3 separate regions of the Mus musculus genome follow, and regions 2 and 3 are each linked to region 1. Evidence: chromatin contacts called from public HiChIP or PLAC-seq and promoter capture Hi-C data. All regions are on one chromosome and are shown on one strand. The core of a region is the stretch at or near the end of the contact, and the rest is flanking DNA. Distances in the headings are between cores, read along the strand shown. Region 1 holds the start of Slc29a1 (solute carrier family 29 (nucleoside transporters), member 1). Region 2 has its middle 19 kb from the start of Taf8. Region 3 holds the start of Rpl7l1 (ribosomal protein L7-like 1).

Region 1 (4,398 bases), core at 1,092-3,591:
TGTGCCTCACTCTCAAAGAGGAGATAACAGCACCAGTGGGCTAGTCCTGTAAGGAAGAAGCATATTCAAGGGACACCCCACCCATCAGACTGCTATTTCTTTGTCTAGGGCAAGCTGCTCTAGATCCCCATCTCATCACTCACCAAATTTATAGACTCGATGTTGGCAGGACGGTGAGAGCCAAAGGTACCTGGGCGTTCCCCAGGAAGGGGTCCTGGCTCAGGCTCAGGCAGGAGGTTGGGTCCTAGGTGAGGGTCCAGAGTGGAAAAGTTGGCCAAGGCTTATCGGGAGAGAATCCCTCAGGCCTCAAGGGGCCCCCATTCAGCGGGGGTCTCACAAGCTAAGAAGCTGCAGAAGCTAAAAGTACCAGCGAAGCTGGGAGAGATAAAGGGCCACCCTGTAGCTGGGAGATAAGACAGCAGCCCAAGCAACCGGCTCAGCAGGGGATCTAAGCCTGTGGCAGCCAGGTCAGCTCTCAGGTGCAGCTAGAACTTCAGTCCCCGCCCACCCAGACAGGCGTCACAGCTGGTCACCCTGAGGCCCTATAGCCGCTTTTCTATTCTGCTGTGGGTGAAACCCAGACGGGCCAAATCCCTCAGTACTGGACAGCAAAGCCACACACCTCCAGAAGGAGGCAGAAGGCTCCTGCTGTTGGTTAAGGACTATTTGCTGAGGGTCTCTGTGGGTCCGCCAGGCATCCTCCTAGGCACTGGGGACAGAGCAGCAGCAAACAGTAGCACTGCTATTTATCTAGGACAAGAGGGTTCTGCTGCGGCTGCGGGGAGCCTGAGGACTCAGGTTTCTATTAGATAGTAGGGAAGGGACCCCATCAAAACATAGCTAATTCTCCACCGAGCACCCCACACCTCTCCCATGCACCAGCAAAAGTGAATACAGCCACAAGCCAGAGGGAGGCTAACTCTTCCATCATAAAACTGGCTTAGGCTTGGACAAGTATACACATACATATACACACACACACACACACACACACACACACACACACACACACACATCACTTCTCCCCTTGCAGAAATTCCCACCTCTCGGGTTCCACCCACATCCAAACATTCCATTTGCTGCTTAGGGGCTTTCTTTACTTTTGTCCCAGTAGAGATCTGATAGCAGTTCAGGGCCTCTGGTATCATTTCAGCCATGCCTTGACCTGCCGAGATGGAGAGGCCCTGAAAGCTATCGCCCATCTGAGGCCTTCCTGCGTCCTAAGGGTCCTCTCACATAGCTCAGTTTCTCAGCCTAGTTTCTGCTACATCGGAATCTTCTCTTGAAATCTGAGGATGCCCCTCTTCCAGCTGCCCCGTTTCTACTAAACAGTTAGGGCGATTGAGGTTTAAAGAGGCTCCATCACTTGAGAAAGCCCGCAGAGCTGGTGAATGGGGGTGACAGCATCAATACTCAATGTACCGATCATTCTAGATTCCTTCTCAAGTGGGGAAGGCAAAATTAACAAGGCTCCTCAGCTATTCGTGTAGGCTTCCAGGAAGGCAACAGTGCTCCAATTAAAGGGTTAAAACAAGTGGGAGATTCAGGCCATTCTTTCACATAACATTAGTTTCAGAGTCATGACAACTCACAACCATTCCACCACGCATATATTATTGTATGCAAAGGTCACACAAGCAGGACAAGAGGAACAGGACGGAAGGAGGGTTAATGGAGAAGAGGGGGTTGGCTCAGGCTTGGCAAGAGGACCCGAATGGGGTATAAGGTGCAGGGGTGGAGAGAGCCTTCATCCAAAGGAAGCCTGGGTGTGCGCGTCAGTCCTTTATCTTGTCACACGTTCACTCTCCGCGTAGAGTAAATGAGGACTCGCCCAGGAAAGGGAGGCCAGGAACAGGAGTTTAGTCTGTAAATGGCCAGCTAGCTCCCTTCACGTCCATTTGTATTCCCGCATTCCCCATCCTCCTGCCTCGGGGCAGAAGGCAACACAACCCCTCCCTCTAGTTCACACAGGACTGTAGCATTGAACTACCCACACGCCGATCCTCTGCGGAAGTCAACACAGCGACAGTCGCTTCCAGGCCCAGAAGCCAGGCTGTCTTGGGCCCAGCTCCGCCCTGGTCCCCACAAAAGGAGAGTCCCCCTACCCAGAGCCAGGCCCATGCGCGCCACGTGCTGGCGCTGCTCTGCACGCGCCGCGTGGGGGCCGCACCCCAAAGTCCCTGTCGCGGCCTCGGAGCTGGCAGACCGGGCCTCCTTTTCCCTCCTGGCAAGCCGGACACTCCACTCTCTACCCCGGAGTCCCCAACATGTCCCACCCAAGCCCTACGAGCACCTGCTGGAGAAGGACACCTCCGGCGACGAAATCTGCGCGCTTGGCCAGCGCTTCCCGCGCCCGCCCGAGCGCTTTCAAACCCGCCCTCTGCTGGGTCCGCCCCGGGCCCGTGGGAGCCACCTCCTCCCGGCGACAGCCCCGCCCCCAGGCTCCTCGCCGCCCCCTCAACAGTTCACCGGCTCCCAGTCAGAGACCCTACGCCTAGGGCCGCCAGGGCTGCTGGCTTCGATGGCGGAGCACGTCTTTGGACCCTTCCCAACTGTCACCCGGACACGCGAGCCTGGGAGGGGGGCACGGGCCCCCCACTGCGTACCCCTAATTTCCGCGCTGGCCCTGCGCTCCTAACTCCTACACATTCCACGGCGGGACTCTTGCACAGACAGGCCCTCTGCTCACCCAGGTCCAGACGCCCCCACAAGCCACGCTCCACCTCAGGTGTTCCGTTATCCCTCTCCGAACCCCGCCCACGCCATTATTCACACTCCACCGTTTTACTGCTAGCAACCCCCTCACACACACACACACACACACACCCTTCTAATACATCCTTTTTCCTTTCCACTCCTCCTTTTCCCTTCAAGAAGACTTTCTGGGATACCTCAGATTTGAGCGTTCTGGAACCCAGACGCTGGAGGTGTTTTGTTTTCTCTCTCCTGCCCTCAGACTCGCCGCACACCACACAAACAGCATCTCTCCCCCCCCCATCCCCATGTTGCCTTGAAGGCTCCTTTATGAAGGCATAAGAGGACAGCCCTGAGGCCTCTAAGAAAACTGAAACACAGCTGGAGACCGGAGAAAGGGGAGCCAGGAAGAAAGGCCTCACATCCTGCACATCTTTGTCCTAGCCAGCATTTCACTGTCCCATGTCCCATCCCAAGATAACCCTCGGGGCTAGAAGCCTTGCTGAGCCTCTTACCATTCATACCCCTCCCCTTCCTTCCTTCCCCCCCCCCCCCCCGCTGGGGTACAAAGGAGGAGGGACCCCCTACAGTAGCACTCCCTACTGATGTATCCCAGAAGTTGGGGAGGGTCCTGAGGCAAGAACATCCCATCCAGATTGCCTGTCTCACCCCACCTCCCTAAGGAACCTGTGCTCCAGAGAAACCATTGGAGCTAATTAACAATTACCAGTGCTAACATCGTAGGGAAAAGACGCACTCAGTCTCCCCAGAGGACGACTGAGCCCTTAGGAGGTAGCTGACTCTGTAGGACAGTGGGTTCTCTCAAGCTGCTCTGGTGGGGGCGTATACAGCCTTCCTGCTCCCACAGAGATGACACATCTCCCCACTAGCACTAAGCAAACAGAGGGCAGGAAGTCAGGCTTGGGTGGTATTTTTCTGGGCACTATCCCATGGCTTAAGAGTAGCCTCATGTCTGTCCACAACGCCAGATCCCTGCCCTGTTTGTCTGGTCTGTCTCTCCCTGCCTTTGCCTCCCTTCTTCCGTTGCCCCCCCCCACACACACACACCTCACCCCCTCTTTCCCTTCCCAAGTCTGGCTCTGTTACCATAGCTGGCACAGCTGTGGGAGAGATCGACTAGGCATGGTCAGGCTGGGAGCCCTTGTGTGCAAAGTGAGCTGGAAGTGGACAGACGAAGTGGTAAGGGTCCCAGCCAGACTGGGGAAGGCTGGTTCCTTTCCTCATGCCCACTGGGACCTGGCCGTCTATGCAGATGGCCACAGGCAGGCCTGTTATTATTGGAGAACAGCCCATCTGGCAAGCTCCTTGCATGGGTTCCAGCCAGCACCCACACCCCAGGCAGCCTCAGGCAGTTGCTGGTGCCCGGGCCCTCTGCTGGACAGCCCTGGGAACCCAGCTCGCACAAGCCTGGGCCTGGCAGATCCTCAGGCACGTCTACCAGGCCTCTCTTTTTACCTTCCTCCTCATATCATGGCTCCCCATTCCCTGTCACTAAGGTTGGGTCAGGAGGGCTGGTCCACCTGACCTCATGGCTCACCTTTATGTCCTGTCCCCCACCCCAGCTGGGACTGTGGCTAACTCTATCATTTCTGCCCCTCACCCTTTAGAAGGTAGGTTTGCTTCCCACCACACTCAACTCTCTCTCTCTCTCTCTCTCTCTCTCTCTCTCTCTCTCTCTCTCTC
Region 2 (4,398 bases), core at 1,118-3,617, 1.9 Mb after region 1:
AAGCTGGGCGTGGTGGCACACACTGTAGTCTCGGTTTCTGGGAGGTAGAGGCAGGAAGATCAGGAATTTAAGGTCCTTCTCTCCTACTTAAGGAGTTTGAAGCCAGCCTAGGCTGCTTGAAACCTTGTTCAAAAAAAAAAAAAAAAAAGCCGACAAAAATAGAATAAGACAAATCCTAGAAATGTTTTCATTTTAAACCATTTTGTCCACACATGTACAGAAACACACAAATATGTATAAAAACCAAAGAAGATCCGCTGTAATGTGCTTACGCGTGCTTGCTACAGCAGATGTACTTTTGATGTCTTTTAAGCAAAAATCTGCTGTACTGTTTTATTTGTAACACATACTGTTCAGGCTCGGCTTCAGGGCCTGTGAGGCTCGAGCTGGAGCTTTAGAACTTAACTGGGGAAGGGGCAGAACCCGCTCCTGGAATCTGGCCTCCGGCCTCCATACACACTCCGTGGTATGCGCTCATCCACAGGCATACAAACACACACACGATGATAATAAGTTTTCAAAATGAGATTCATGACTTCAAGAGAAGCTGGGAAAACATCCTGTCTTGTCATCGGAAACAAACTGAATTTGGGCTAGGGGCTGGGGGCCGGGGTGGGGGATCAATCTGTAACTTGAGGTTCTAGTAGCCCCAGAAACGGATTACCCAAAGTAAAGCAAAGAGTCTACTCTGGGAGCTCCGAGAGACACTTTTCAGGAAGGAGCTAGGAAATGACAGAAGTGCCCGAGGGTAGAAAGAGGGCCCTACAGGGAGCTGGTCTTACCTCTGCCCAGGTGGGCCTGTGTCGGTGACACCTGGTGCTGGTGACAGGTTTCTGGGGTACAGGTCAGGGGCCTGGTTTCTGCATTTACCGTAGATAAGGAACAGATGGAAGCGCAGCTCAGCAGGGGGCTGGGCTGTCCTGTCAAGATGACAGGACATCAAGGAAAGAAGAAAATCTCATTTCAGGTGGTGGGATGGCCCTGCAGAGAGGCAGAACTACTGTAACCTGGTGGGGAACGGTCTCCTCAAAAGAAGGCAGGGGTAGAGCTCCGTGGTAGAGAGCCCTTGCCTAACAGGCTGAGGGCCTGGATTTAATCCCCAGATGAGGGAGGAAGGGAAATGAGAGGGTGGGAGTCGGACATGGTGGCATATGCCTTTAATCCCAGTACTTGGAAGGCAGAGACAGGAGGATCTCTGTGAGTTCCAGGCCAAAAGAGAGAGGGAGAGAGAATGGGACCTAGGAATGTCACTAAGTTGGTAGAGTGCTTCTGTAAGCGTGCAGGAAGCCCTGTGTTCAGTTCCATAAACTACAGTAATCCTAGAATTCGGGGGGTGGAGGTTCAAAGCCTGCCTCAACGACATCGCCAGTTTAAGGCCAAGCGGAGCTGTGAGGGTTTCTCATACATACAGTTTAGATATACTCTCCATACATTAAGACGCATAATCAATTAAGGGAAGTAAACCACAAATGGGATTAAAGGCGTGTCTCCCAAGTGCTGGGATTAAAGGCGTGCACCACCACGCCCGGCTTTGCCTTTTCTTTTTTTTAAGAACATTTCAGCTGCAGCTGTGTGTGGCTTGACCCCCAGTGCTACATAATCCCAGGATTTGTAGAGACAGAGGATCAGGGGTTCAAGGTCCTCCTCGGGGTACCTATTAGGAGGGCAGCCCAGGCTACGTGAGACTCTGTCTCAATAAAAATAAAAATAAAAAGCTGGGTGGTGGTGGCGCACGCCTTTAATCCCAGCACTTGGGAGGCAGAGGCAGGCGGATTTCTGAGTTCGAGGCCAGCCTGGTTTACAAAGTGAGTTCCAGGACAGCCAGGGCTACACAGAGAAACCCTGTCTTGAAACCCCCCTCCCCCCCCAAAAAAAGGTCCAGTTCTATAATAACAGGAAGAATAGAACATGTACTAGGAGTGTTCCATGAGCTTATGGGAAAAGTGTCGCTAGTTTGTGGTACCTCATTGGAAGCTGTAGGAGCTAAGAGTAAAGCTGGCAGTGGAGGGCTCAGTAAGGCCCAGAGCCTGGTGTGGACCCCAGCTTGCAACTCTCTGTCCTCTCTTCAAGTCCCGTTATACCAATTAAACAAAATTTTAAAAGTGTCCTGCCTGGCACTTCGGGGGTGCCCAGCTCAGGCCGTCATGACAATTGGGGTGGGCGGAGTTAGATAAGGGGGGGTAGTTACCCTCAAAAGGGCACAGAGTAGGTCTGAAGAAAGCCAGCTTCCTCTAGTCCTTTTGAGCAGCCTGGGGCTGCAAGGGTGGAGGGCCGGGGGAAGACTGCGGTGGGAGCAGGAAGCTGGGCAGCATCCCGCAGAGTCTGCCTCTCCAGCTCAGCAACAGAGGAGGGGGTGGAGTCTCCGTTGAGCCCTGAGATAAGGAACAGGCAGCAGCTGACAAGGGGATCAAAATAAACAGCTGTGCCCCGGGGAGAACAAGCTTTGCATTCCGTTCTGTGATCCCACCCCAATCCCTACTTCTCCCCCAGCCCGCCCCGCCCCCACCCGAGCACACTCGGCATCCCCGTCGGCTCTGAGGGCCTCCCCTCAGCCTTGGCTTAGCTCCTTGTGAGCTGTGTTCCCACATCAGCCCCCTCTTTAGGCAGAGGCTCTCGGGGGCCTTTCTCCAGCTGTCTGGAAGGACTGAGGACTCGAGACAGGTGGCCGGAGGTGGAAAAGAGAGGCCTCTTCCAGGGCCAGCCCCCATCTGCCAGGCTGGGCCACCCTCAGACTCTCCCCTGGGTAATCTAGGAAGGCCTGGGAAATAGAGTGGGGCTAAGCTCTGATAGCCAGGCTGGGGAGGCTGAGGCAGGAGCTGGGGTCTAGTGGTGAGAGGAGTATTCACTGGGCTGGAGACTTCTGCTCTCTGCCTCCCCAGGCACTCAGTACAGAAAGGATTGACAGTGACTTTTACGAGGGGCCGCTTTGACTGGCTTATGGGAGTTTATTCCTCAGTATAGTGCCTGAAGGTATCCTGGTCCCAGGGATCTGAGAGACTCCATAACTCCTGAGACTTCTTACTAGTGACCTTATTTCGACACACGCTAGCCTGGGGTCTAAGAGCTACAAGGAGCCACTACTTGCCCATCCCCCAGGGCTAGGCCGGCTCCTGGGGCCACCATGAGTAGCAATTAGCACCCCTTCTTCAAGATACCCCCATAAGCAGTCCCAGTCCGAAGAATGCAGGGTTTCAGGAAGGCCCTGGGCCACATCAGGAAGTGTCTTCATTGTCCTGAAGAAGGTTTGATGACTTCTGTGTTCCTGAGCCTGGATGTGGCTTCTAGCCTGGTTGTCCAAGGGTCAGATGCAGGGGCCTGCAGGGTGGTGTTAGCTTTGAGATACATCGGGAGTCTTAGCTGCTGGCAGGAAGTTGGCTCAATGGGAACACACGCAGAAGGGTCACCTGCTTCTTGCTGGCACGCTCCCAAACCTCTGTACTCAACTGACTCCTTGAGGCCCCCAAGACCCTCCAAGATACTATGTGTTTGACAGATTCTAGGCATATCCTCACTTATGTAGCCACCCTGACCCCTGAACAGTGGTTTGAATAAATGAATGCCCCAGAGAGCTAGGGGCAGCCGCTTGTGTATAAGAATCTCGGGATAGGAGCGGTACATCCTAAGGCCTCTATGGAACCCGGCTACGTTTTAGGAAGCTGCAGTATATTCAGGCCCAGAAAGCCAGGCCTGGTAGTGACCAGCAAGTACTGAACGCTCGCTCTATGCCAGACACAGACCCTCTTCTTCCTTCGTCTTATCCTATTATCCATACTGAACAGACAAGGAAATGAAGGCTTAGATGAGTCACCCGACTTGCTGAGATCGCACAGCAGCACTTGAGTGCATGCGTCCCGCCGGGGACAGACTCCGGCCTGCCTGTCTCCAGATCTCTTTCCCACCACCACGTGCAGCCCCAGCCTCCAAGGCTGGAGAGCGAGCTCTTCTGGGGGCAGCTGCTTCCCTTCTGCCCTCGCAGGCAGGAAGGAGAGTGCGGCAAGAAACAGCAGCTGACAATGTGGCAACAAGGGTCGTGGCGATGAGGGTGGCCAACGCCACCGGGGCAGAGGCTCCAGGGCGGGGGCAAACGCAAGATGGGCACAAGGATTGTCTGAGCTGCAGGCAGCTGATAGACTCCTCAGCTGCTTCCCCGCCTTCTCTCATGCTTGGTGTGGCCATCATTCCCGGGGCTGTCTTCTCATTCCCTCCCCTGATGTCACCCCTAGCTCTGACTCTCTCTTCCTCTTTATGGCCAGTTTCCTTTCCTCGGCCTCTCCTCTGCTCTCTTCCTGGACCCTGGGGAAGTCATTCATATCTCTTTTCCAGCTGTACCTGTGACATTCCTATCTCCATAATAATAGCATCTATTATTAGCAAGCACCTACTGTGTGACGGATTTTT
Region 3 (4,398 bases), core at 1,042-3,541, 1.2 Mb after region 1:
ACTCTGAAAACACACTGGTACTGTACCTTTCCATGCGTATAACGAAGGCCAAGGGATGTTTATCAGGCACCTCCAAAGCACGAGGCTTCACCTCCAGCCGCTGGACACGCACCTTGTCACGTTGCTGTCGCCAGGAATCATGCACGAAAGATTCTAGTCGTCTGAACCTGAATTGCTTTCCTTTTCTCTGTGGCAGAGAAGACACGCATCAGCATCTCTTCCCCTCCACAGTTAACCCAGGACCATTAGTAAGAGAGCTCAGCTCTCAAACGTTCTGCAAAGTGGGCAGACCATTACCTAAGGGGCACATGAAGAGGCCAGATGGAACTGAGAGATGTAAGAGCAGTCAGTGCTCTTAAGGGCTGAAGAAAAGTTTGTGGTGAGCTCATATGCTGGTAACATTTAATACAGGTGTTTAGGAAACTCAACACTATATTAGGCATCATTAAACAAGAGGATTTTCTTCTCTTTGCGTTCAAAAATCCTGTACATACTGTGTGCAGAATCTACACATTGGTTTTTCGAGACAGGGTTTCTCTGTGTAGCCCTGGCTGACCTGGAACTCACTTTGTAGACCAGGCTGACCTCGAACTCAGAAATCCGCCTGCCTTTGCCTCCCGAGTGCTGGGATTAAAGGTGAGCCACCATGACCAGGAATTTTTTTTTAATTAGATATTTTCTTTATTTACATTTCAAATACTATCCCGAAAGTTCCCTATACCCTCCCCCCAAAGATTTATTTATTATTATATGTAAGTACACTGCAGCTGTCTTTACACACACCTGAAGAGGGAGTCAGATCTCATTATAGGTGGTTGTGAGCTACCATGTGGTTGCTGGGATTTGAACTCAGGACCTTCCGAAGAGCAGTCAGTGCTCTTAAGGGCTGAGCCATCTCTCCAGCCCACACGTGATTCTAAATAAACTTTTAAAATTGTTGGATACTTTTGGTTTGAGACAGGTTCTCTTTATATAGCCAAACTCTCCATTTTCCTGTCTCAACCTTCTAGAATGCTGAAAAGTGTGCCACAGATAGCAATTTAATCGCAGCATTCTAGAGGCCTAAGTAGGCTGATCTGTTAGTTTGAGGCCAGCCTGGTCATACAGTATTCCAGACCATATGTACAGACCCCATCTAAGAAACAAACCAACCCCAACAAAACATTTTTAAAATAATCTATTTTTTTCCCTGCCAAATTTGGTTTTACCACTAAATTTGAATTCAGAAAATGTCTTCACTTTTCCCTTAAAGGCTGGTCTAACATTTTGCTCACAGAAAGATGGTGGGTAAATCTTTGCTAAATGGAGGACTATGAGGGAGAAACCTGTGAGGGATCTGATAACAAATCTAGTTCAACGAACACCGTTTAGTAAAATCCGTCCACTACAAATCCTAACCCCCCCCCTCTCAGAATTACCTCTCTCTTTGCCAAAAGTGCCTGCTTTGCCTGAGTGGCTTTGAGGGCTTGATAAGCCTTCCTCTTTTTCAGAAGATTTTCTGGAACCAAAGGAATTTTTTTTCTTTCCCTGATAAAGGAACAAATTTGACATTAATGAAAATTGCCAAACCAACATTTGGTGGCTTTCCAAACCAATTCGAGATCCTGGTCTTCCCGGGACCTAAAGTTTCTGATGAGTCTTCGCCGTGCTCCTGTAATGCTCACTCGTCCCGAGAGCCTTTAAAAATCAGGAAAAACCTTTGCTCTCTGGGTTCGTTTTGGTCCGTGGAGCTTTAACAACTGTAGGCTATGACCTGTCACTAGCGGCAAGGAAATTCTAGTAAAATCCAGAAAGGGGCTATCACAGATCCATCAAGAAGAGTAATGATTAAGTCGAGCTAGGATGAGGTGGGGGGGGGGGGCACATGAAAGCAGGAGGGGGAATTGGGGGGAAAGAGCTTGGTGGAAGACGCAGGGGAATAAGAGATGATGGGGAGGTGATACGATCAAAATACACTGTACGTGTGTACCAAACTGTGAAAGACATGACAGCCAAGCTGAGCGAACTCAACTCTGGCGCTACGCAGCCACTCGCCCCTCCGAACCTCAGTTCCTCTTCTCGCTGCTTCCAAAGTCGTCCCGATCCCTGGTCGCGGAGCCCTACAGCATCTCAGCCCCCACCTTGACTTCATACTATGGAGCCTTTTTCTTTTCTCTCCACAGCCCACAGCTTCCTTTTGTATCACCAGAGTACAAACAGAAAGGATGGCATCGGATCCTCAAAGCCCCATAGAGAGATCCGAAGACACACTCACCCTTCCTCCGCCATCTTTCCGGTGCTTCAGCTACTGCGCTTGCGCAGCCTCACCGGGCGGGGTAGAGAGGCCCGCCTCGACGTCTCTTGTATCATAGAGACGGACTCTCGCTCCCGCAGGAGGACTCAGGCAGCCTGAGATTCCTTAGCGAATGTGAGCGTCTGGGAAAAGGTCTTGCTAGCCAGGATTCCGGCAAAAAACCCTCCAGTTTTCTTCCCATCCCTTCTAAGGTCTCTAGAGTCTGACACCCGTCTGGATCCAACCCTTTTCAGTTAGGCTGTAGGGTCTCGAACTCGGCCGCTTGTGAACAATTTAAAGGCTTTCCACAATGCATCTGCAGCTTCCGCTACGGCACGGGCTCTACAGAAGTTGGCCGCCTTGCTTAGGTGAGGTTTTTATTCCCGGAGACTTGAAGGACCGACGTGGCACTCACATTTGGTGGGCGGTTATTTGTGGAGGATTTGCGGAAATAAAAATGTGTCACCTACTCTGTGAGCCTTTGAATTCCTCACCTTTCTGCATCTCGGCTTCCTCATCCGTACAATGAATATCTACGGGTTCCCAGTGGCCGCCAGGGGGCTCCTTAAGATTTACAAAGCCTTAGCACAAGTTGGGTAAACAGTGGAGCCAGAAACTAGAAATGCTCCATTTCCATCTCAGAGCCTTCACTTGTTTAAGTTTCTCAGAATTTACTCCCATTGCCACATACTAGCACAGTGCTGTTTTATGCTAGCACAGTGCTGTTTTATGCTCTAGCCTAGGACAACGCCACTATATAACACTAGAAAGGGTCGCCACCCACAGCCTTTATCCTACACCTTTGGCTTATGGGCAGGAGACTTTTCTTATTTTCTGTGTCTCTTCTGCACCTCACTACACCACTTCACTACAGTGGGACTCTGCAAGGAATTGTTGAGTACCCAAGGACTGATACATGATGTTGGAACACACTAAAAAACTAGTCCACTCAACACGCTAATGTCATTACCAGATGAATGTCAAAGGAGATTAAGGGCACGACCTCTTCCGGCCTCCTGCACCAGGCATACCAGGTATTCTAAACTATTCCATGGATTGCGCTAGAACCATGCTTGTTTTTAAGTTTCCTCAAAAATCTCTGTCCGGGGCTGGTGAGATGGCTCAGTGGGTAAAAGCACCCGACTGTTCTTCCGAAGGTCCAGAGTTCAAATCCCAGCAACCACATGGTGGCTCACAACCATCTGTAACAAGATCTGACGCCCTCTTCTGGAGTGTCTGAAGACAGCTACAGTGTACTTACATATAATAATAATAATAATAATAATAATAATAATAATAATAATAATAATAATAAAATATATATATATGTCCCATATTGGGTGAGCCACTTGTCTATGTGACAGAGAAAGAAGAGCAAAATAAAAAATAAAAACAATAGTCCTAGTGGGGACTGTCGCTGCTCATCTCATAATATTTGCTTGTTTTTAAAGATTTATTTATTTATTTATTTATTTTACTTATATGAAAACGCTGTAGCTGTCTTCAGACACACCAGAAGAGGGCCTCAGATCTCTTTACAGATGGTTATGAGCTACCATGTGGTTGGTAGGAATTGAACTCAGGACCTCTGGAAGAGCAGTCAGTGCTCTTAACTGCTGAGCCATCTCACCAGTCCTCATTTTTTTGGTTTTTGGAGACAGGGTTTCTCTGTGTAGCCTTCGCTATCCTGGAACTCACTCTGCACACAGTCTGGCCTCAAACTCAAAGGTCCTCCAACCTCTGCCTCCTGAACACTGAGATTAAAGGTGTTAACCACCACTGCCTGGCTCACCTCTTATTCTTTTGATTTTAATTTAATGCTCTAAAATTTTTGTTAAAGTATAAATGTCATCTTAAAAGTTGGAAGAGCCGGGCGTGGTGGCGCACGCCTTTAATTCCAGCACTTGGGAGGCAGAGGCAGGCGGATTTCTGAGGTCGAGGCCAGCCTGGTCTACAGAGTGAGTTCCAGGACAGCCAGGGCTATACAGAGAAACCCTGTGTCGAAAAACCAAAAAAAAAAAAAAAAAGTTGAAAGATTAGCCGGGCGCGGTGGCGTACGCCTTTAATCCCAGCTCTCGGGAGGCAGAGGCAGGCGGATTTCTGAGTTCGAGGCCAGCCTGGTCTAC

The links. Promoter capture Hi-C pulls out the DNA fragments that hold promoters and counts their contacts. HiChIP or PLAC-seq counts read pairs in DNA pulled down with a chosen protein or histone mark.
Region 2: a promoter capture Hi-C map of embryonic stem cells shows a contact between it and region 1, with 2.7 times the contacts expected there. The contact joins the enhancer-like site here to the promoter of Slc29a1 in region 1. A contact is called at or near these places in 3 of 39 promoter capture datasets (embryonic stem cells, liver and stem cell-derived epiblast-like cells) and 2 of 115 datasets of contacts at active chromatin or transcription factors (double positive thymocytes and embryonic stem cells).
Region 3: a contact with region 1 is called in an H3K27ac HiChIP or PLAC-seq map of microglia, with 5 times the contacts expected there. The contact joins the promoter of Rpl7l1 here to the promoter of Slc29a1 in region 1. A contact is called at or near these places in 3 of 39 promoter capture datasets (the C10 cell line, the SN4741 cell line and pre-B cells) and 2 of 115 datasets of contacts at active chromatin or transcription factors (large pre-B cells and microglia).

The regions. Positions count from the first base shown.
Region 1 is chr17:45,593,189-45,597,586 of GRCm38.p6, forward strand. Slc29a1 (solute carrier family 29 (nucleoside transporters), member 1) reads right to left here and starts at 2,342. Exons shown (of 14, transcript NM_001357771.2): 1 at 2,294-2,342; 2 at 144-244.
Region 2 is chr17:47,519,419-47,523,816 of GRCm38.p6, forward strand. It overlaps a transcript of Ccnd3 not described here. Among named protein-coding and RNA genes, the nearest start is that of Taf8, 19 kb to the left of the region's middle. RefSeq lists an enhancer at 1,367-4,169. Within about 2 kb of position 2,368, at least 283 of the 459 cell types and tissues checked have an H3K27ac peak or open chromatin away from gene starts, as enhancers often do. A contact at or near this core is called in embryonic stem cells, liver and stem cell-derived epiblast-like cells, where this site is marked.
Region 3 is chr17:46,780,365-46,784,762 of GRCm38.p6, forward strand. It overlaps Rpl7l1 (ribosomal protein L7-like 1), which reads right to left and starts at 2,292. Exons shown (of 7, transcript NM_025433.3): 1 at 2,255-2,292; 2 at 1,419-1,527; 3 at 27-187. The coding sequence starts at 2,268.